Regions from separate parts of the Mus musculus genome. Here regions 2 and 3 are each linked to region 1. The links are chromatin contacts, called in public Hi-C and HiChIP or PLAC-seq maps. All regions are on one chromosome and are shown on one strand. Each heading gives the region's core, a stretch centred on a gene start, on an enhancer-like site or on the middle of the called end of the contact. The rest is flanking DNA. Distances are from core to core; before and after follow the strand shown. Region 1 has its middle 39 kb from the start of Prss55. Region 2 has its middle 20 kb from the start of Xkr6. Region 3 overlaps Xkr6 (X-linked Kx blood group related 6).

The links. A called contact is a pair of places that touch in the nucleus more often than the background predicts. HiChIP or PLAC-seq counts read pairs in DNA pulled down with a chosen protein or histone mark.
Region 2: a contact with region 1 is called in a Hi-C map of stem cell-derived motor neurons, with 4 times the contacts expected there. The contact joins two enhancer-like sites. A contact is called at or near these places in 1 of 39 promoter capture datasets (hippocampal neurons), 1 of 484 Hi-C or Micro-C datasets (stem cell-derived motor neurons) and 1 of 115 datasets of contacts at active chromatin or transcription factors (embryonic stem cells).
Region 3: an H3K27ac HiChIP or PLAC-seq map of extraembryonic endoderm stem cells shows a contact between it and region 1. The contact joins two enhancer-like sites. A contact is called at or near these places in 1 of 115 datasets of contacts at active chromatin or transcription factors (extraembryonic endoderm stem cells) and 1 of 9 other capture datasets (embryonic stem cells).

The regions. Positions count from the first base shown.
Region 1 is chr14:64,044,571-64,048,081 of GRCm38.p6, forward strand. No RefSeq gene overlaps it. Among named protein-coding and RNA genes, the nearest start is that of Prss55, 39 kb to the right of the region's middle. Within about 2 kb of position 1,866, at least 26 of the 459 cell types and tissues checked have an H3K27ac peak or open chromatin away from gene starts, as enhancers often do. A contact at or near this core is called in extraembryonic endoderm stem cells and stem cell-derived motor neurons, where this site is marked.
Region 2 is chr14:63,584,864-63,588,374 of GRCm38.p6, forward strand. No RefSeq gene overlaps it. Among named protein-coding and RNA genes, the nearest start is that of Xkr6, 20 kb to the right of the region's middle. RefSeq lists an enhancer at 466-2,674. Within about 2 kb of position 1,653, at least 74 of the 459 cell types and tissues checked have an H3K27ac peak or open chromatin away from gene starts, as enhancers often do. A contact at or near this core is called in stem cell-derived motor neurons, where this site is marked.
Region 3 is chr14:63,636,677-63,640,187 of GRCm38.p6, forward strand. All of the region lies in intron 1 of Xkr6 (X-linked Kx blood group related 6), which reads left to right. Among named protein-coding and RNA genes, the nearest start is that of Gm38524, 11 kb to the right of the region's middle. Within about 2 kb of position 1,880, at least 26 of the 459 cell types and tissues checked have an H3K27ac peak or open chromatin away from gene starts, as enhancers often do. A contact at or near this core is called in extraembryonic endoderm stem cells, where this site is marked.

The DNA of each region.
Region 1 (3,511 bases), core at 616-3,115:
AACTAAGGCCACACACTGAGACCTCCTATATGTCCCCAGAGGAACACTTCCCACTCCTTGCTCCCTGGCACCTCACCAGGAGCCAACAGAATCAGGGTAGGCTGAGAGTTGTAGGGGCACAAACCTCCCATCTCTCTAACACGCTAAAACCTGTCCTTCCTGAGGCCCAGATACACAAGGCTGTGTCCTTGAACCAGGTTCAGTGGTCCTTCTTGGCATCTGCTGACAGGCCTCTATCTATACTCTGGTTTTGCAGTGAAAGCCAGGCCTGGAACTGCTGGCTGTGGACACTGAGACCCTCCAGCTGCAGCCTCAGACCCTGTGGCAGCTGGTGCTTTCCTCTTGGTATGGGTCCTGGGCACCAGACCTCACGGTGCACACAGAACCTCAGCACACAACATCCCTGGCTCCGTTGTGCCTTCCTTTGCTGCTTCCGTCACTCTCTTCTTTACTTTTACTTCTTCATTAGAATGCTGTTCACCTTTTGCAAACTGCTCTAAGCCCTGATCCACAGAAGGCAGGCTCACCAATGAAGGGCCAGGCAGGTCGTAAACCATGCTCTGAGCTGTGACCAGGAAGGGACAGCAGACATACAAGGCTTCTCCTGCACCAGGGACTGGGTCTACAGTGGCTGTATCCCACAGGGAGTGATTTTATATCCACCACCCTTGTGTTCTGTGCACTGCCAACGACAGTTCTCCTGTTATAAAAAGTATGTCTTGGCTGCAAGGTAGCTAAACCTCCGGGAAACAAATGGGGTGATATGTGTGCATCATTTAACCATGAGGCAGCTTGGTGTCTTATTGGGCACAAGTCTCAGGGTGTGTGGTTTCCCTAAAGCCCCCAAGGGCTAGCCTGTCTAAGTGACTATCAGGCCTACCTAAGATCTTATTTGTTTCAGTCTAACTTCCAGAGTGGGGTGAAAAGCCTTTTTTATGGCTGAATTTGACTTTGATGGTGTCATATGTTTTTTGAAGATAACAAATATATGGTTGGGGCTGGGCGAGGTGGTGCACACCTTTAATCCCAGCACTCGGGAGGCAGAGGCAGGCGAATTTCTGAGTTTGAGGCTAGCCTGGTCTACAGAGTGAGTTCCAGGACAGCCAGGGCTACACAGAGAAACCCTGTCTCACAAAACAAACAAACAAACAAACAAACAAAACCAAATATATGGTTTTTGTTTCTCAAATCCATCTTACTTGCTTATATTTTTAAAATAATTCTGTGCATGTGCATATGTGTGTGTTCATGCATGTGACAATGCCTGGGTCTGGAATCCAGAGAAGAATACTCAGGAGTTGGTCAATTCCTTCCACCACTGTCTTTTGAATGCAGGTAGTCAAGCTGGCACAAGTGCTTTTACCTACTGAGCTATCTCAGTGGCCCTAGTCTGTGTCTTTTGGTTGGGAATTTAGCCCATTTATGTTCAAAGTTATAACTGAACGCTCTGTGCTGATTCTTGTCTTCAGTTCATGCCCTAACTACTGGGGAACACGGGAAAGAACTGGAGAAGCTTGCTCTGGGCTCTCCTGGAAGCTCTTGCCATCCAGCATGGGACGGTTGCAAGAGCCCTTCTTGGATTCGTAGCTCTGTCTGCTCCACGGTGAAAAGAAAAGAGGCTTGTAGGCTGACTGGCAGGGGAAGCTCCTGGATGGAGCAGCTCCCCTGGGGAATAGAGCTTACAATACCCAGAGAGTAGTCTCTGTTGATTCTTGAGCGACAGCCTGGGAGAGCCCCCCACCGCCCCCGCCGCCGCCGCCCGCCCCGCCGCCAGCCGCTCAGCTCATTGTCCCACACAGGGTAGTCGGCTCTGATTCTGGGACTCAGTCCTTGAGCCACAGCCTGGGAGAGCCCCTGCTGCCGCCCGCTGCTCATTGTCCAAGTGCTGCCACTTTTCCTCTGCTACATTGTTCCCTTATCAGCATTCCACACACTGTGGTGGCTGCACAGGAAAGCATGGCCACCACTGAGGCTGTCGCCTGGGTGGTGGATGCCAGGTGTCCCGCCACACAATCGGCCCCTCAGGCCCATCCCAGAGCCCGGACAAACTGGTCCACTAGGGCAACATTTGGCTGACCCTGCTCTCTTCAGGGTTGTTAAAGGAGAGAATAAAGAAGAACAGACTCTAGTCCTGGTGACCTCAGGAGGCACGTGTGGCACTGCTGGGTCTCTGCCCTCACTGCGATGTCCCACGGGAACTGAAATCTCTGGTCCATGACGGTGAAGCATAGGCTGGTGCTATGGAGAAAGTCAAGGAAGGCAGGGAAAAGAAAAACGCTTCAGGGACTGCTCTTAATGGACATTAGGCTGGTGGTTGGGAGGAACGGTGCCATCTGTAGTTCCTGAACCGTTTTCTGAAGTGAATGGTTTAGACTCAATATGACAGCTTCTACCCAGGGATTGGGGAACAAGGTCTAGCAGGAAGTGGGAGCAATTTGTTTTGGGTCTGCACTAGCCTAGAATACTCTTGGGCACTAAGGAAGGTGGGTGGTGCTGATGCAACAAATTAAACTATTAGACACCTAATTAAATTTGAATATTTAAATCAGTGAATAAGAGCTTTAAAAATGTCTTATCCCTATGATATGGTGGCAAACACCAGAGTACTGGAGGTGCAGACCAGAGGGTCAGGGTCATCCTCGGCTAATACTGAGCTGATCTCAAATAAATGAAACAAAACAGATATAGTCATGTAATGTTTAGCTCAAACACTTAAATGCTACACTGAAATGCAAGAGTAATCAGGCAATCTGTGTTTTATTTTGTCTCATCCACCAGGAGAGTGAGAGAGACCTCAAGAGGTCTGGGGCAGCCCCTCTCAAAGTTTGGGTCTCAAGCTCTTTTCTGCTTCTTCGGGTAGCACCCATCATCAGGGCTTATGGGTACAGGAGAAGCCTCCCAGCTGTTCTATTACCCTGAAAAACAAAACAAAACAAAGCAAAACAGACAAAAACACAAAAAGCAAAACAAACAAAAACCCACAAAAACAAAACAAAACACCAGCAGCTAGGTTAGTGCTTCATTTACAGGTGGTGTATCTCCCTCGCCCCCTGCTGGCAACATCAGATATTACAGCTTCTTGGTCAGGTCTTGTCCTGGAAATCTCTGAGCCCTGAGTCTGAGACCACCCACCTTTCATCTGCCTGGGGGAAATCAGAAATGTGGATTTTTGTGAAGAAAATCACACTATCCTCTGTGTATCATAATTTCTGAAATATCACCTTACCTTACCCCAGTCAAGTAGGAATTTAGAGAAAATAGCATAATTTTCACCAATTTTATGTACCCAGAGTCTAGAAATTTCTAGAAACAAAAAAAGTTCATGACACTTGTGAGCTAACAAGACTCAAGCCCTTAAGAAGACAGAAACTCTAGGATTGGAGACAAGATAGATGCAGAAGGGTCTCCTCACATCAGAGCAGGAAGTCACTGCCCCAAAGAATTTCAAAGCCCCTTGCTTCTGCATTCTGGTTACCGTGGAACGTTGAATGCACACACACTCCATGTGCCG
Region 2 (3,511 bases), core at 403-2,902, 460 kb before region 1:
GGGTAGGGCGCCCAGCACATAGCAAGTGCTTTATACATGCTAGCACCTGCCTTCCTTTCTATTCTCTCACTGGTGGAACTTGCCACTGTTCATCAGCAAGTTACACAGCAGAGGGGAGCCCCAGAAGAATGTGATAGAGGATTCAAAGCAGGTCAGCAACTGGTGGTGCTGCCCTAAGGGTGGCTGTATTGGGTTATTGTGGCAGTGACTCTGGAAGACCAGCGTGGACGCAGAGATGGAGGAGCTAAGCATGCTCCTGAAGCGAGCGCTTAGAAGTTTTTTGGGGTTTTTTTTTCCTCTAAGAAAGAAAAAAAGGGGGTGGGATGGGGGGAGGAAGGGTGATCCAAAAGATAACTAAAAACAAGAGGAGAACTGGACATTTCTGACTTCATTCTGTGTGTGTCCCTTACTTTGGAGGTACCTGCTAACCTCTGCACATAAGCAGTGTCTGCCCAGCCCATCTCATTCCCCTTCAAGGCTGACACACAGGGCTAACTCAGGGTAGGAAAGCTGCTGTCCCTAAACCTGAAGTCCAAGGGGATAGCAGAACCTCTCAGGAAAGACGGACTCCATCATCCATAGTGGTGAGGATGCACCCTGTAGTGACTGCCTCCTGAAAACCAGATTGATCCCGACAAATGTTGACGGTATTAAGGGCTTACTTAGATCTTCTTGCAGAACCAGAACTGAGACAGCATCAACCAGATCCACCACACTATGCCCAGGATTGCTAATGGTGGGCATCTCTAGCTCTGTTCCAGCTCTCCTTGGTCTAAACCTAAACCCCACACTAGTACCCCAAGACAGACTCGGGGGTCACTGGACTTCTTTCTTTGTTCAGTGTCCCCTCTGCTTTCATGGCCACTTGTCACTACAATCCGCATTCTAGGCACCAGTGGTCAAGCCTAGCGATTCAGGATTCCCAGAGCTCAGGATTTTGCCATAAAAACTCCAGTTACATTTCAAGTTTGGTAACTTGATTTTGGGGGTTTTGTTTCTTTTATGGTGCAAAGGGATGCCCCCCACCCCCACCCCCAGGGTCGCAGTCACACTCAGCAAGCGCTCATCATCCCAACCCTGTAGCTTTGGCTTCTGGCTTGTTCACTCACCCTCTAACAATTGTTATCATCAATCTGTGCCCTTTTGGGGTGGAAGACACGGAGACACAGGGTTCTGCGGGCATCTGCCATGACACCAGGGCAGAGGTCAGGAAGCTTGTGTGGCGGGGCAAGAAGGTTGTAAACGGGGGCGAGATTTAGAAGGCTGAGGAGAAGGGAAAGGGTCCTCTTTAATCCTATTTGTCCTAGGGGAATTTTCCAAAGCCAGACAAAGGAGCTCCTGTCTAACCCCCAGTCTCACCCGCAGACTGTCCCGGGCAGTCTTTATGCTCCCTTTTCTAGCTGTGCGCACTTGGCTGCACAGATTTTTAAAAGGACAAAGGTTGCTTTAATGGTGTTAATGGGGGGTGATGAGCAAATCATAGTCTTATAACCGAAATGGTTCACTCATTCGTGTGAGCTATTGAGAGCTAAATCTCTTTGGTAGGTGGAGAAGAAAAGGATTTGAAATTGCCTGCCACCCACCTCCTCCGCAGGAGTCGGCATGCATTAATGAGGGAAGGCTCGGCGCACTCCGAGCTCTCTGCAAAGAGGCTGCTTTGCCGATCGCAAACATTACTGTGACTTGCTAGGCAGGACTGGAGAAACCGCGGGGGTGGGAGGCTGGCTGTTGCCTGCGGTGTTTTTCTTCTGGGGCTCCCCCGTTGCCTCTAAAGCAAAATGGCTGCTGAGAAAGGACCCAAGTACAGAGCAGTATTTCTGGATTCTTATTCTTGCAAGCCCCTGGTCAACATGTGGTGCCCTGCTGTGGCACGGTGTGCTCCATTACCCGCTTCTGAGCTTACCTGATGGCAAGCAATTGAAGAGCTTGCAAGCAAGTTAAAGCCTGTTGGAAAACTGAAGGAAGTGGACATCCTAAGAATAATAGGGCTCAGTGAGCCCCAGGACTCCCAGGACAGGGAGAACTGAGTCCCACAAGTGGTCCTCTGATCTCCACACACATCTCCTCCAAAGAAATGAATAGTAAATGTAGTAAAAGTTATTACAGCAAAGGACAGCATACAGATGTAATATGGTCTTGGCATAGTAGCTTAAGACAAAGAACCGTGTACAGAGCATATGTTGAGAAACTGAGGGGCAGAAAATGATCTTAATAGTAATAACAAGAGGGTGGGGGGAGGGAGGAATGGCTGGGTCTGTAGAATCCTGCCTGTGTAAGCAAGCCGGTGTGAGTGAGTTTGATCTCCAAAACTTCTGTAAAAAAGCTGAGTGTGGTGCTTCAGCTTACAATGCCCATGCTGCAGAGCCAGAAACAGGATCCTTGGGACTCATTCACCAGCCAGCCAGTCTATCCTATCCTAGTTGGCAAATCTCAGGCCAGAGAGAGACCTTATTTCAAAAAGTTAGGGTTGATGATCATCTAAAGAATGACATTGGAGATTGACCTCTGACTTCCTTATGCAGGTGCACACATATGAACAACCACAAATTTGTACTTGTATACACATGCCCGCGCACGCACACGCGCGCACACACACACACACACACACACACACACACACACGCACGCGTGCCTCCCCCAACCCCAGCCTCTTTCTCCTGTCATCCCAGTCAGCCAATAGAAGGGTGAGAGAGCATATTTCTCCACTAAAGTGGCACCTCCCAAACTACCCAAACAGAGCCACCAACTGGGAATTCATTATTTAGATGCCAGAACCTATAGGGAATTTCAAATCACCACAGAGTGTGACAGGAGCAAGTGTTACCAGAGGGAGGACTCTTACTCCCACCATGCAGAGGGGAAAAGAGAGGTACAACTGGAGCACTATATGGAGGAAGTAATGAAGACCTGTTGATAGAGCAATCTCCAAGGAAGACAGGTGTCACATTGGACTATATAGAATGGCAAGGGCAGTGGTGTGTGCTATGCTATGGGATACGGAAGAATGGACATCAAAGTGATGTGTCAAGAGAGCTTGGACCTGGGCTGGAGACATGACTCGGTGGTTAAGAACTGTGGCTGTTCTTCCACAGGACCCAGGTTCAATTCCCAGCACCTATATGGAAGTCCACAACTGTCTGTAACTCAGTCTCTACACATGTGTTGTGTCTCCCCAGGAAAAGTTTTATCACACAACACACACCAACCTAGTTAGTCAGTTATTAGGAATCTGCAGCCAGGATTAAGAAGGGCTCGCGTCCTCCTGTCTGTGAGCCTCCCTTTTTCATGAGTTCCCAGTGCTTTCTCTATATGCATCACCTCATCATACAGCTTAGCATACTGCAGTCTGGCCTCACCATCTATGATCCTTGAGACTCAAGCTCTCTCTCTTTTTTAAAAAATATTTTAAAGATCTATTTATTTTGTTTTGTGCTTGAATGTTTTGCCTCAATGTATATATATATATATATATATATATATATATATATATATATATATATATATGCACAGC
Region 3 (3,511 bases), core at 630-3,129, 410 kb before region 1:
CTCTAGTCCTGGAAGTTGGAAGTCTGAGGGGAAGGTCTTGGGCATGGTCAGATTCTTGGTGAAGGCCTTCCTTCCTGGCTCACAGACTGATGGGAAGGGCAGAACTCCGTTGTAGTGACATCATCAACCCCATCACCTCTGAAAGGCTCCATCTCCTAATTCCATTACATTGGCCATTAGCATTTCAACATCTGGGTTTGGAGGAATATGTAAACTGTCAATTCCAAAGGATATACCTCTCCCACTTTCAGAGTGTCTGCTAGCCATCCTTTGTGTTCAGGCAACCATTGCTGTGCTTTCTCTCTGAGGTGCCCCATCCAGAGTTTTTTGTTTTTTGTTTTTTCAAGACAGGGTTTCTCTGTATAGTCCTGGCTGTCCTGGAACTCACTCTGTAGACCAGGCTGGCCTGCCTCTGCCTCCCGAGGGCTGGGATTAAAGGTGTACACCACCACGCCCGGCCAGGGTTTTATAGTAGTATTTTACTCCCATCTTTTGGTTGGGTTTATTTGACTTAGCACAGTTATTTTCAAATGTATTCATGTTTTGTGGGATTATTAGTGCATTCTTTTTATTGCTCAAAAGTGCTGCATTGTATGAAAACACAGATTTGTCCACTCATCTGTTGATAGAGTTACGAATGGATGGGCTCTCAACATTTGGGAACAAGTCTGTGTAGACACTTTCTTTCTTTCTTCTAGGGGAACACCCAGGATAGGGTCATGTGGCAAATTCCTTAAAAGTTTTAAGGAATCACCAAACCATTAGCATTATTTTGTTTTTCAGCAGTATGAGACTTGCTTCCCACTTTTGCTGAAGGCTGCCATAAAAACAAACAAAAGAGCTGGGCGTGGTGGCGCATACCTTTAGTCCCAGCACTCGGGAGGCAGAGGCAAGCCAGCCTGGTCTACAGAGTGAGTTCCAGGACAGCCAGGGCTATACAGAGAAACCTTGTCTCGTAAAACCAAAACCAAAACCAAAAAACCAAAAAACAAAACAAACGAAAGAGTCCGTGGCTTTCTTGTCTGAGATGGTACAGGAGTAAGGCCAAGAGCAGAGTGCACAGGGTTGTTTCCCCCCAGTTCCTCTGCTTGATTGGCCTGTCGTCTCTCCTTTTTTTGGGTGGTCTCTTCCCCTGCCTGCCTGCTCTTGGTGCATCTCTTCTGTACTCTGGCATTCCGTGAGGCTCCGTTTGCCTGTTTTGGATCCAACATACCCATCTCTTCCATCTCCCTCATCTTCTTCCTGTATCTTCATTTTCCTTTTTGTCATCATCTCTCTAAGATGATTTTTTTTTAAGTTGTGTATTTTTGGTGGCTTTGCTATGAAGGTATTTATTTGCTCTTATAGTGTCTTTTCTTTCTTAACAACTGGTGGGATCAGACTTAGTATTTTTGATGCTCATTTTAATGTACAATGTGTTCTTCCCCCGGGGAAGGAATGGTGTGTGTTGTGCGAGTGCATGTGCTTATGCGTGTGTGTGTGTGTGTGTGTGTGTGTGTGTGTGTGTAGCACACATCGCTTCCTCACTGAAATTTTCTGCTTTCCTTTTCCATGTATACCTCACCTGTTCCTTCTAGTTCATTTCCCTTTTGTAATTCTTGTTTTGGGCTTTTACTCTGCTGTCCTGGATGGTCTGGAACTCATTATGTAGACCAGGCTGGCCTTAACTCACTGAAATCCACCAGGCTTCATTGGAATTCATTGTCTTAGCTGAATTCCTGCTTAGCTTAATCACTTCTTTGTCTCCTGGGGGGCGGGGGGGGGGGGTTGCTCTAAAAGGGAGAACCTTTGTTTCCCTGTCTGTCAGACAGCATCTGGGAGACCTAGCCCTGCATTCCTGGGCTTCCAACCTCAGTGGAGTGGGCTCCACACCCTGACTGTGTGTCCCTGTGAGCACTGTTCTGTTGGGCTGTTCTGAGCTGGCTGACTTACCACTGTCTGACCTCTGCACAGAGTCCTCTGCAGCCTGGTGCAGGGTCCCTAGGCTATGGCCTGTGACTGGCATTTGTTCCTATTTGCTGGGGTGTTGGTGTCCACAAGATTCTTGTTGTTGAGTGTGTCAGAAATGATGTGAGTGTTGAATTTTGTTACCTAGTTTTTTAATATTTGAGAAAAAAAATTTTATTCAGAGAGGTAAAGATTTTTATCTTATCACAGACATAAGAGTTTACTTTTATTTTAAATTAACAGCTTTGTCAAGAGGGCCAAGAGAATAGAATTGATTAGTCACTAATACGGCCTCAGGGTTCTCTGGGATGTGACAAGCAGCTGAGTGTGTACTAGTGTATTATTGAAAATCTCATCCTAAGTTCACGTTCTATGAACTGTTCCACATACTGCAGCCTAAAAAGTGCTTCTGACTCAGAGAAATACATTATTTGTTTTGTGTATTTTGCCTAAAGAATATAGAATGTTACAATATAGAATATAGAATTTTACAATAAAATTAGACACTTTGTAAACCCCAAGAATTAGAAACTTAATTATCAATTGCAATCACCCTGTTTTCATCCACTTGAAAGACCCCGTTGGTTTGAGAGTGTTTTAAATGGAAGTACATACAGATTTAATAAAAGTTTTCAGTCATTTTATGTATGGCTCTATATTAGGACTTAATAAAAGTTTCCTTGTTCTCATATTTTTTGTTTTTAAACTAAAATAATTCCTTGTTAATAATTTTGTACTTTTTGTGTTATATGTTAACATGTATTCTGTATTTTTAACAAAAAGGATGAAAGCCCCTTTTCTTTTAACAGTATAATAGAAATAAATACCTTTTTATATCATTAAATCACATTCTACAACAAAATTTTATGGAGTATAGTATTTTATTGTGTTTGTACTATAGTATAATTTGCTGGCTTATTATCGGTCATTTAGGCCCTTTCTAATTTTTGCTGTTATAAATAACACTGTAATAGACACTTTGTGGTAATAGCATCGTGTGTATTCATGATCATTTCCCTAGGTAAATAACTTGTGTTTTTATATTGGAGGTGGGGAAATAAGATATGGAGGGTGAATTCAAAGAGCTTTGGTATAAAAGGTTGTCTAGCACAGACAGTACTATCTGTGAAGTGTGATGTACTGTCCCCGAATATCTAAAACTTGCCCCTCTCAAAGATGTGCCCTGTGCAAAATTGTCACCATGGCTCCAAGTCTGTCAAAGTGGGCTTCCAGCTCGTTTCAAACATAACTGGCAGCACTCTAGTTCTGATACCTAAATGCACTTAAGCTTTTGATAACCGCCTTAAAACACAGCCTTTGCCCCCTCACTCCATTTGCACTCTCTCCCTCATGATATTTTACTGATAGCCAATCACATTTAAGGAAAAAAAATTGTTTAAAGATTTTATATATAGGAGTGTGTGCATACATGCATTTCTGTTGCCACATGTGTGCAGTACCGATGGAGGCAAGAAGTGGGTGTCAGATCCCCTGAGACTGGACTCAGACAGGGGTGAGCCACTGTGTGGGCACTGAGAATTGAACCAGGTCCTCTGGAAAGTTG